Linked DNA regions of Rattus norvegicus: region 2 is linked to region 1. The links are chromatin contacts, called in public Hi-C maps. All regions are on one chromosome and are shown on one strand. Each heading gives the region's core, a stretch centred on a gene start, on an enhancer-like site or on the middle of the called end of the contact. The rest is flanking DNA. Distances are from core to core; before and after follow the strand shown.

The links. A called contact is a pair of places that touch in the nucleus more often than the background predicts.
Region 2: a contact with region 1 is called in a Hi-C map of hepatocytes, with 1.6 times the contacts expected there. The contact joins the promoter of Ankrd44 here to the enhancer-like site in region 1. A contact is called at or near these places in 8 of 12 Hi-C or Micro-C datasets (the A7r5 cell line, the Rat2 cell line, Schwann cells and 4 more) and 1 of 1 datasets of contacts at active chromatin or transcription factors (oligodendrocytes).

What each region holds. Positions count from the first base shown.
Region 1 is chr9:63,728,276-63,734,216 of GRCr8, forward strand. All of the region lies in intron 9 of Ankrd44 (ankyrin repeat domain 44), which reads right to left. Among named protein-coding and RNA genes, the nearest start is that of Ankrd44, 190 kb to the right of the region's middle. Within about 2 kb of position 2,101, at least 35 of the 93 cell types and tissues checked have an H3K27ac peak or open chromatin away from gene starts, as enhancers often do. A contact at or near this core is called in Schwann cells, hepatocytes and kidney, where this site is marked.
Region 2 is chr9:63,920,168-63,926,781 of GRCr8, forward strand. It overlaps Ankrd44 (ankyrin repeat domain 44), which reads right to left and starts at 1,773. Exons shown (of 28, transcript NM_001191807.4): 1 at 1,565-1,773. The coding sequence starts at 1,591.

The sequences.
Region 1 (5,941 bases), core at 851-3,350:
AATACTCGTTTCTTGCATTCTCCCTTAATGCTACCTTATAAATACTTCCGTGTGTTATTTTTTCACTAATATAACTGTAAATGACTATATAATATCTGCAATTTGGAGTATTTACTTAACCAGTCCCCAGTCACTAGACTTAAGAAGCTCTTTCCAGATTTTTGCTATTAAGAAAAACAGAAGAGTAAACATCTCTCTGAGAACACTTCCCCCTGCAGCTCACTTCCTAGCAGCACTGTTAGACATACAACTGCTGGATCAAAAGTCTGCACCTTGTAAAGACTCTGGATAAGCAGTAGAAAAACAGCTTCTGAGAAAGGCTGTGCTGGTTCACCTCCCTGTGAAGTGTTCTCAAGCATTACCTCAGAGTCTTTCTGGCCAGGCTCCAGTGTCTTGTGATAAAAATATTACACACACCCCCCCCCCCCCCGCCCAAACATCTGCACATCTCTTCATTCCAACAAGCCGGTGGATCCTACCTTGGCTCATCCCAACCAAAATATCACCAAGGTTGTTCTTTCAGGAAGTAATATTTTTACTGGATAAGTATATTATTAAAATATGGTCATTAACAACAATCTTTATGGCAAAATACTAAAAGTGTGTGGACCTTGTGAAGGAGGTCACAAACTGTGCTCGTCACAGAAATATCTGAGGGACTTCCCTCTGTCTAAGAGACTCGTGTGCCTCGATCTTGACTTGAAGAAATCAATTTGCTGCCGATGGGTCTGTGCACATGCGGTTAACAAGTTAACACTGTTTTCAAATGCTAACTCCTCTTGCCTTTGACCAAGGCAGAGAACTATCAAAGGCGGCCTGAATCCAGCACTGCTCTCTACTCAAATCTGTGTCTCTCTGCTGTGGTATTCATTTTTATAATGAATTATTCAAACAAAACACTATGATAATTCCTATTAACACGATAATTATATATTTTCTATAAAATATAGAATATATATGTATATATATGTATGTATATGCATATATATTTCTAAAATTTTACCAAAATGCCAATATAAATTCTGATTAGGGAGATCTTTCAATGATTCATTTTGGTTTGCAGTAAATGTATAGTTATTTTGTAATAACGAAAATGATAAAGTTAACTTAATCACTGTGAGCATCTAGGGACTAGAGAAATATCTCACTGTGACCTGATTTTAGAGGCTTCCATTTAAATCATTTCTATGGCTTGATAGTATTTGGGGCAGCCATTGGGCCCCCATGGCTACCCAGCATAGTTCAGGGTGTATATATCTGTGTAAGGACCTAAGCTATGGTCTGCCTGAAACGCTCAGCCTCGGAACTGAGCTAGGAAAGTGGGGAAGGTGACGCATCGACTTTAGAGAAGCCTCTATTCTGGACATCACTACACAGCCGTGCTTGCTTCCGAGCTGAGCACCGCTAAGGGCTTCTGAAGACCAGCTCATGCCTAGGTTTACCACCCTCAGATGTGTCAAAAACTGAGAAGAGAAAGAAGACGATGCAACTATCAGAAAGGTAGGAAACCACTTTTGTCTGAGTCTAAAAGGTTACCCGTTGATGCTGTCTTGTTATAAGTCAGTTAAAAGGCACGCGAAGATAATTAACATATGTATATGCTTTTGCTGTCATTTCAAATATATTTTAGGGGCGCACCATAGCAAGAGAGACTTTGCATTTGTATCTGAAAATACGTTTCTATTAAAATAAATCCTCTGGATGGGTGAGTTTTTAGTTTATCAGCCCTCTACAGACATTTCCACTTGAAAAACTTTAAGCCTTTCATGGAGTATACATTAAATTATACATTAAATATCTTTTTACCCTTCATCTGAAGGCTACAAGTTAAACTCGGCAAACTGATCATTACTAATCAGTGAGTAAAATAAGCTTTCAGCGCATTAAAGGTGTGCACAGTGTGTTCAAAGGGACTGTCCGCATTCATCTGAAATTAGCTTTTCATTCCACAGACCAGAATGGTCGTCTGCAGTTGCTTCAGAAGGACTGTGAACCAAAAGGCCAAAAGCTCATATTGCGTCATCACAGGCTAGTACTTGTAGAAGCTTTGGAATAAAGAGAGCCTGTACCGGAAGAGTCTAAGGCAGTCTCGCTTATGTAACTTGCTGGACAGCCTGAGGCAGCTGCCTCATGCCAATAGCTGGACCAAATGCCTGATTCCACACAGTGCCTCTTCAGGAGTTCCCATTCCTCTCTTGCTGTGACAGGGGGGCTTGTATCAAGAAGCAATGTGATTTGAGCCCAAGTACACTTTGTTTTTTAACTAGAATAGGAGAATTATGGGTTTGTGTGAGTGACTGCCTTCCTGAAGTTGAAAGATGCTGGAGGAGGCAGGTTTTCGTAGACGGAATAGCCCCAGCTGGAGAGCAGAACGAGACGGGTGCTCACGGAGGTGGAACATTTAAGCCGTCTAACAAATGAAAACACATCGGACATTGCCCAGTGGTGCAGACAACTGTGTCCCCTTGTGATAGAGCCTTCCAGATCCCACACAGCAGTTGATGTGAGTGGTGAGGCGCTCTGGAGACTGACACCAGGCCTGGGAATGAGCCTCTGGGGAAGCAGGGTCTTAACAGGAGCAGGATTTTTTTTTTCAGAAAGGACGAAATAAACAGGAAGAAAGAAAATAACTTCCTCTGCTCCCTAAGAGCATTTCTAAAATGCCCAGAAAGGTCAAATGGAAGAACTGACAGTTCTCGTGAATGTAATAAAAGCAGAAAGAAAGAAAAAAAAAAAAAACACAGAGTTGTCTGTCTATGGGGACAACTCTCCCTTCTCCCTCTCCCTCTCCCTCTCCCTCCCCCTCTCCCTCTCCCTCTCCCTCTCCTTCTCCCTTTTCCTCATCCTCCCCCTTCCCCTTCCTCTCCCCCTCCCCCTCTCCCCCTTTCTGTCCCTCCTCCTCTCCCTCCCCTTCTCTCTCTCAAATATAGGCACCACTTAAACTGGATCAAATCCAAACTTGAGAGAAAATCTTCGACTATGGTTGTTCCTCTGGGGAGATGTATGTGTACAGATGTCGGACGAGAAGCTGCTCTCTAACACTAGACTGTGCTCTAATCCCTGACCCCACATGCTGCTCAGAAGACCCACTGCCACTGACTGCCTCACTGTGAGGTTGATGAGAGCACCCCTTCCTCCTGGGATGGCAAGGAGGAAAAATATGGGATATATGTCCAAGAGCCTGGCACAGAATGAACATTTAGTCAATGTTAGCTTTATCATTACATGTGTCAGCCTCTGTATTACATCAGCTCAGGCCTGAGGGACCTAGGCCACCTATAAGCCATACGGCCAGTCAATGGTGGGGTAAACTTTAAGATGCAGGGTTCTTTAAAACAGAAGCTAAGACTCTCAGCTCTTGTCCTAACCTGAAAGTGCATCAGACTCCAAGTCTGACTAATGGAGAAGTCAAGGCAGTCAACAGCCCCGGGTGTGACATAAGCACAGTAGGACGGAGAGAGAGGCTGGGCCAAAATGAGCGGGAGGAGATGTGCGTGTGATCTAGCAAATGGACAGACGAGTTCAGAAGGCAGCTCATATGGTGTTTTTCTCTGTAAATGTTCTCGGGGCTGAAGACCCAGCCCAGTAGTTAAGAACACCACAGTTCTTGCAGAAGACAGAGTTTATTTCCTAGCATCTATGTGTCTGCACACATCAGTCTGTCACTCCAATTCCAAGGAATCTGATAATCTGATCTTTTATGAGTGCTGGGAATATGCATAGTGCAATACGTACATGCAGGTAAAACATTCATACACACGATTTTTAAAAATTCTTTTTAAAAACAACTGTCTTCTCTCCACCTTATCTCTGCCACTGGAGGGTGATCCTGAAGTGGCCACTTCCCATAGCCAGGCAGGACTCCCAGTGGAGGGATGAGGACAGCAATCCATCCACAAAACCTCCCATCCAAAATGTGTCCTGCCTACAAGATGTGCGGGGACAAAGATAAACAGAGACAGAGGGAATGGCCAACCAATGACTGCCCCAAATTGAGACCCATCCCATGGGCAGGAACCAATCCCTGACACTATTAATGATACTGTTAGGCTTGCAGACAGGAGCCTAGCATAACTGTCCTCTGAGAGGCTCTACCCAGCAGCAAATAGAAAGAGATGCAGAAACTCAGAGCCAAACATTACATGGAGCTCAGGAAGTCAAGAGTCAGGTAAGGACTGAGAGACCAGAAGAAGACAGGGACTTCATAGGATACAGAGTCCATTAACCTAGATCCTTGGGGGCTCCCAAAGACTGAACCACCAACCAAAGAGTGAATGTGGGCTGAATCTAGCACTCCCCCATCATGTGTAGAAGACATGCAGCTTGGTCTTCATGGGGTCCCCCAACAACTGAAGCAGGAACTGCCCATGACTCTGTTGCCTGCCTGTGGATCTCATTTCCCTAAGTGGCCGCCTTGCCTGGTCTCAGTTAAAGAGGATATGCCTACCCCTGTGGTGACTTGTCATGCAGGGGGGAGGGTTTGGAGGGCTGGAGGTGCAGGTGGAATGGGGGATTGATACTCAGGGGCACCTCTCCCTTTTCAGAGGAGAAGGGGAGGAGGAATAAGGGAAGGATATGTGTGCAGGGGAGGGGGGGTACTTGGAGGAAAGGAGGGGACTGGCATTTGAATGTAAAGTGAATGTTTAAAAGATGAAAAATGAAAAAAGTAAAACTTTTTATTCCATATAGCTAAAGTCCACTGGTTAAACTCACATCAGGAAAAAAAAATTCAAGGGGCTGGGGAGATGGCTCAGTGAGTAAGAGCCCTTGCTCTGCAAGTGGGAGAGAGGACTTAAGTTCAAATCCCCAGCATCCACATAAAAAACTGGATGTGTACAGAACCCCAGCGCTGGGAGAAAGGAAAATTCCCATAAGTTAAGCCTCATTCATTTTGAGGGGAATAGAAACTTTCCGAAAAGCTGGTGAGAAATATAATAGGGTAAGAAAAGAACTCAAAGAGGAGAAACATTTATTTTATGCCTGTCAAAACGGGTGTCTGTGGCTCCTACTGAAGGTTAGGCATACTGGGCATCGTGCAGTGACTTTCCACTCGGCCTTCCTCGACTCACTGGAAGCTTGTTCAGCTGGCTTTTCCCACACAGCTTCACCTACATGGTTGTAAAGTCCCGTGCACTACTGTGGATGTTTGCTTTCTGAGAGGCATTGTCAGTGCACGGTTCTCTATATAGATGCCACGTTTGGTTTGTTGGTTGGTTGGTTGGTTGGTTGGTTGGTTGGTTGGTTGGTTGGTTGGTTGGTTTTGGTTTTGGTTTTATGACTTGAGTACCTAAGTTACATCTCAGTGCCACTACCTTTCCATGTTGCCCAAAATTCTTATATTTACGAAACAGAGAAATCCAAGAAAAGTCACTCACATTAGAATTTAGAGTTTGAGTTTACTGAACATAGTTTAGGCTTACCAGATTGGCCAGGAATGTCATCATAAATGCATAAATGCATGATGCAAACCTGTGTTTTGCTGGTTTTGTTTTCAGATCGTCTCTATGGCTTGCTCAGATCATATAAGCTGTGTTGTCAGAGTTAACACACTCACCATCGCCCTAAGAGTAACAGAAGCTGTGACAAGGAATGAGACTACAGGGTCTCCAAGACAGTCTGGTGATGTTCAAGTACACTCGGGTTGAATGCCTGGAAAACTACTGTGTTCCATGGCTCCCCGATCACTCACACTCTCTTGCCTGTATTTTCTTTACAGACTTACCTGCTCAAACCCTGAGTTTCCCACCTCACGTTTTTCTACCTTTGTCTGAATAGTTTGATGACCTTAAGCTTGGAGAACTTTACTGGGTCAACGATCTAAAATAACTCAGATCAGCCGACTGACAGTGCACGCAATGAATGCTTAGCATTATTAAAAGTGAATCACCCCAGTAGCTAAACCTGTCCATCTCTCCCAAGAGGCAAGCATCCATGTTTTCAC
Region 2 (6,614 bases), core at 523-3,022, 190 kb after region 1:
ATATCTCAAGGCTCCGATAGCGGCCTGGGAGGTGGACACCACCAGTCAACACTGAGGATCTTGAGGAAGATTTGCTTGATTTTCCCAGTCAGCTGATTTTTTTTACTTAGAAAATAAGGAATTCAGGGTAAATGATTAGCATCTTTCTAAGTAAAATTCTACACAGAATTCTTTCATATGTAATAACATAGCAATGCCTACTAGAACCACACTGTACTCTGCAGACTTAGGAATTAACAAAGTAGAGAAATGTGTACCATCAACGTTGACAGGACTCTGGACACAAGACAACGTAAGACTTAAAATAAGCAGATGTCTAACAGTTGGCAAAAATTGGGAACAAAGGGTAGAGAAAATCCTAATATCAATTTACAAGCATTTTAAATGCTCAGTGGCCAACGAGGAGGGGCAGGGTCACACAATTAACAGCTGCTCTCCCTGCTAAATTTAACAGAGTTTTAAACTCAGTGATTTCTGAACCAAGGCAGGGAAGGGAAGAAAGGGGGGCTGTGAATACTTAAGGTAAAAGCAAGCTGAACTAAATTTAATCTAAAGGGGCAAAACAAACCATTGTGGCTCACTATTGCAAAGGTTGCACTTAAGTTGCAAAACATTCTGGCTGAATTCTAACTAGCAAGACACCAGATGCATCCTATTAAGAAGTTTGAGGTGTTTGATAGAGGGGGCTGGACTGTTTGATACCATATATCAAAGTCAAGATCGCCACGCTGCTTATCAGGCCCCCAAAACAATGTTCATGTCAGTGTGGATGAATAAATCGGGACATGAATAAAGCTTCGTCTTTCCCCCTTGTAAAGAGCTGTGAAGAGGTTTGGTTTGGTTTTGTTTCACACAATTAAGTTGAACTTCCGTGAGTGTCAATATCTAGATATGTGGTAAAGACTGTCAATCAGATTCAATACATAATCCCATTCCTTCAAGCCAAACTCCAGGCTGCCCGGTGTGATGTCTCAGTCAGAAAAGCAACAAAGCTCATGGGCACCAGCGTCTACGAGCTCAGTCCGGGACCTGACTCCCATCTCCTACTCGGAGACCTGGGCCGAGAACGCGCGTCTCTCAGCACCCCCAATCCCACACCCCACACCCAGCCCCTGGGCAACTAAAGAGGAAGTCGGGGTGTTCTATCCAACCGATGAAGGCAGGCTTTTGCACCGGAGCGGGGATCGGCCAGCCTCTAGCCTGGCGCGGGAGAGGTCCGGGGCAGAGGGGCTGCGATCCTCTCTCCCGCCGTCCACCTTCCTCCCCCTGACCTCAGGGAGCCTTCCCCCGAGGACCCCCAAGCTGACTGCTCCTGAGTGCACGACACAGCCCGAGTCTCCCCTTTCCCGGTGCGGCGGCGACCCGCGCCCGGCGGCCACTCCCGCACCCCGCCGACCCTCTCCGGCCGCGAACGCGCACTTGCGACGGTCCAGGGCGGAGACTGCGCGGGAGCCAAGCCCCGAGGCAGGCCGTGCACGCTCAAAGGCTGCGCGTAAACAGCCCGGGGCGCGCACCGCTCGCTCGGCGCCCGCCGCGCCCCCTTCTCCGCGCCCCGCGCCCCTACCTGATCGCAGAGTTTGAGCACTGCCATTCTTCCGTTCCCGCGCGCGCGCACATACAGCTCTCCGCTTCGTAGATGTCAACGCCGGGAGCCCGGAGAAACGGAAGGGACGGCCCGGGGAAGCGCCAGGAGCTGGGCTCGCGAAGGTGACAGCCCTGCCACCGCTCGGCCGCTGCCGCCTGCCTCCCAGAGCCCAGCCCCGGCTCGCGGGAGTCGCAGCCCGGCCCGCCCGCCTTTATACAGGAAGTGCCGGCCGCTGCCAGCCGGGCCGCCACTGACATCACCGCGCGCTGCCTCGCGCCGCCCGGGCCGACGCTGCCTCCTGCCGCCCGCGGCGGCTCCTCGCAGCCCGCGGCCCCGGCGCCCTCCCGCACCTGCACCCCGCTCCGCCAGGAGCCAGCCGAAAGGGGAGGGGGGGCTGACGCCGACTCTCCCCAGCAATCCCACCCGCGCGCACGCCACTGACCGGCAAGCCCTCGCAGACACACCCCAGGGGTCCAGAAAGCTTGCCACTCACACGCCGCCAACTTTCACCTTGCAGACTGCGTCACACCCCCTTTCCCTAAACCTCTTCCCAAATCAGATTGCTCCAGAGCTCCGAATTTCTGCCACCTGGGCGCAGGGCTGACAATCTCTTTGTTTAATATAAGGAGGCCTTGGACGCGTCGTGACTCCAGGGCTTCCACCACATAGCAGTGGAAGGAACCAGGGCTTTGATCCACCTCCTAGTTAAACCACACACTATCCTAACTTGGTAGCCTAGGCTTGGGGTTGGAGATGGAACTGAGAAGGAAAAAAAAAAAAAAAGTCCTAAATTACCGCACTAAATAAGTCCTAGCTGGTTTATTCCTACACGATTGTAAATTGCATGCTGCCCACTCGCACCTTCCACACACAGAAGACAGCTGTCTAACAGACCAGGCTTCTAATACAGCGGTAGCAACCCATAGTAAGTGCTGATATTTCTGTGATCTGGGAAAGCACTTATAAATTCAGGCAGTGGCTGGGCATGGAGAGATGGGGCATAAGCGGGTAAGATACTGTGCTGGTTAGCTTTTACCGCTGCTTGAAACAGGCTACAGTCATGAGAAGAGGGAACCTTAGTTGTTTTTTTGTTTTTTGTTTTTTTTTTTTTAAACGCTCCCACCAGATTGACCTGTGGGCAAGCTGAGGGGGCATTTTCTTAATTAAGGATTAATGTGGGTGGGCTCAGCTCACTGTGAGCTGTGTCACCCTGTAATAGAGCAGGCTGAGCAGGCCATGAGCACCAAGCGGGTAAGTAGCACATCCCCCTGGCATGTGCTTCAGTGCCTGCTTCCAGGTTCCTGCCTTGAGTTCCTGCCCTGGTTTCCTTTAGGGATGAACTGTGCTGTGGAAGTGGAGGCAGAAAAAACAAACAAACAACTCTTGCTCAAGTTGTTTTTTGGTCACGTTTTTGTCACAATAGAAACCCTAAGTAAGACAGGTGCCTACTCTCAAAGGACACTCAGATAAACCAGACAGCCATTGCCGATTAATATAAATCCAAACCGAAAGGATCACAAGGAGGAGTACTTAGGAAGCAAAAGACCAGAGTAGACTGGTGCCTAGGGGCAGGCTCCCTGAAAGAGAGGGAGAGCTGAGATCTAAAGAAGAAAGTTAAGTCGGGAGCTAGGCCACACCCCGGAAGTCGCTGGTGCCCCTAGCAGGACCTTCAGGACTGTTGAACAGCAAATCAAAACTGCAAAGTGACTGGGTAAGATCGAACGCTGGCCTCACACCTGCCTCAAAAGTTTACTCACAAACCAGTTGTAGATTCTTCCTCCCCGTGGCCAGTGCCTCAACAAAGGCCTCATGGAAGAAGGGAGCTACAGCAATGGTGTCGTATCCTTGCCTTTATCTTCCACCCACTCTGGCTGGTGAAGCAGCTAAATCCCAAAGCTACTCCTACCTGTACCCTAGACACTGTGATTCTAGTCATGCAGAAAAGGGAGTCTGAGGAAGCCCCATCCAGGGTCACTGTGGCCACCAATGAGAAGCAGACACACGTACCCCAAAGCCACTGCTCCTAAGACCCTTCTCGGTTGTTTGCTGCTTGTATGAAGCACCTCTTCATGCTGCTGTTTGTCCGTTTACTAATATCTTGCATAGATTTATAAGTAAATGGGATAGGAATTTTTTTCTTTTTTCTTTTCTTTTTTCTTTTTCTTTTTTTTTATTTTGGTTGCTTGTTAATCAGAGATGATTCTTTTTTCTTTTCTTTGTCTATTGGATATTTTTTATTTACATTTTAAATGTTATCCCCTTTCCCAGTTTCCCCTCCAGAAACCGGATATCCCATCCTCCCTTCCCCCTGCTTCTATGAGTGTGTTCTGTCACCCACCCACTCACTCCCTCCCACCTCCCCACCCTGACATTCCCCTACACTGGGGCATCCGGTCTTGATAGGACCAAGGGCTTCTCCCCCCATTGATGTCCAACAAGGCCTTCCTCTGCTACATTTGCAACTGAAACCATAGATCCATCCTTGTGTTCTCTTGAGATGGTGGTTTAGTCCCTAGGAGCTCTGGGAGATCTGGTTGGTATAACCATATTTCTAAAGAGAGATAGCAAATTATGTACATTGACAGATTCACTCAAGATCTGCTTTGGGTCATCATGGATTTGCACATGCATGAGTTCTTGAGTCAGGGTCAGTTCCCCTACCCACCTACCCCCTCTCTTTATGAGATAGTCTCTTGCTATATTGCTGGCAACCTGGCCTTGAACTCTCTGTCCTCCTAGTCTGCATCCCAAGTGTGAGCTCCCACAGCAGGCTGTCACTGAAAGGGAGGCGAGCCTAACCCGAGGAGACATTTTCTATCAAAGAAATAGTAAGTAGTGCTTTAATGTTGCCTTCACTTTCCTGAATTGAAATTCAAACATAACATTATCTACTTACGCAATTCCAATTTCCTGCCCTAATTAGATAAGAAATGAAAAAGAAATGGATAGTTTCTGAATATTCCAACAACTAAATGATATACATGCCCCAACCCTACTAAAAGACAAAAAAGTAACATCATAGATACATTGTGGCTGAGAGGACAATGTGTCCTACAATCCAAATGTGTAGTATCAACAACTCAAATGTCAAGAACAGAGAACACAAAATCTCAGAACTCTAGACTAGGTCAGGAGTTCAAGGTCATCCTCAGCTACATCAAGTTTAAAGCCAGCCTGACACTGCCTCAAACCAAAAACAACAAAAACAACCATGAAATGACTTTCTAAGTAGAAACGCTTGCTCTGCAAGCCTGAAAACTACCAGTTTGATCCCCTGAACCCACATAACAAGCCAGATGTGATGCAAAGTAATCTAAGCATGTCTATGGCAAGCAAGGTGAAGACAGGAGACTAGGCCAACTAGTCCAGAACACACAGCACAGAAATAACAGATCCTACCTCAGAGAAAAAGGTAGAAGCAAAGAACCAATTGCCCAAAGTCATCCTTCAACTTCTTCACTGTACCTTAGCATGCATGTGTACACAAACACACAATCAATTGTGTGGCCATAGGTGTAATGTTGTGAAATTTGAACTGGCCAAGTACCTAATAAAAAGAAAAAAAATAGGGTAAAATAATTAACTTGGGTACCTTTCCAGAGAGTCAGGACTTACACGTTAATGCATCCTTATACCTGTATCTTTACGTGGTGATTCTGTAAAATACATTAGTCATGGGCAACAACAGAAAAACTCTGTAGCATATGGGATATGGGGCTGCAGGCTTCCACTAAGCTATCTCCCTGATTCCTGCTGTACTGAGATTCTGGGGTGGCAATAGCCAAATGACACTGGCACAAACACATGAACACGTGACCATGGGCAGCAGAGACAAAGATGCACTTAAAGTTTAATATTTGGCAGGATATCAAACCTAAAAATTAAATATGTGGGAAAACTTTGCAATGCCCCTGAATTTTATAGCAGGCAAACCCATGGACCTGCCACCTGCAACCTGTCTGTGGCATCACAATGAAGTCCTCCTTCTCCCCGAGGCTCCACACTGAGCCAGGTCACAGGTTACAGGTCACAGGTCACAGGTGACACAGAACCCCTTGAAGGAAAAAGTCCCCTTCAGAGGCACTCTACAGCACTGCCATAAATAAATGCTAAAATTCTCCTCAGAGGAACCTGCTGTTATTTCCAGGGTCACAGAACACTGGGACAAAAGAGAAGCCCAAACATTTCAGGGATTATTAGAGACTTTCTAAACTGGTTTGTAAGATTCCAAGTACCATCCTGGTATCCACCAATCAAATTGTGGTTTATGGCAATGGTAACCAATGAGCTTTTACACGGGTATAAATCACTGCAGACCTATAATATAGTTGCACATGTCATATATGACTGAGGACGCACACTCAGTAGGTACCAGAATCCTAAGGTTTCTGCAGTGAAGGCTATCATGGTAGAGTGTGATAAGTTATTTCTCTGCTAGTGAAATGAGCCAATTCAAGCCAGATTAGAGTGTATATAAAGGCAGGTTTATTGGGACTTAAACTTGGGTGAGTTGAGTGGTCCCAATGAATGAGGCCAGGGAAGTCTCCATGAGGAGGGAGACAGGAGTGGATGGGGGTGGGGATATGGGGTCAGTGGTACAGTTGCAGAGAGAGAAAGGAAGAGAGACCAAAATGTCTGGATTATATAGAAAAGAGCATCTGGGAGAGGGGAAGCCCAGCCTCTGGGCTGGAAAGTTCAGGTTAAAGGGCAGGGTATGCCTGGAGAACCTAGAGACCAGGTCCACTTTGGTATGTTAAATATGCACCTCAGCTGTTTGTCCTGGGTCTGAACCCCAACAGGATAGACTGACCAGAAGCCCTTTGCAATTATTAATAGACTAGAAGAGTGGGGGTAGTACTGAGTCATACAGAATGTAGACATCAGCGTCACCATAGAACATATGGGGTCGGTGCGGCAGTGGAACAGAACATCCCCATTTAACTAACTCGTTTGATCCATGCAGCTGGCAGAAGGGCTCGTGAGTTCAACTACAAACCGGTGTTAACTCAAGTAAGAGTTGTGCCAGTTG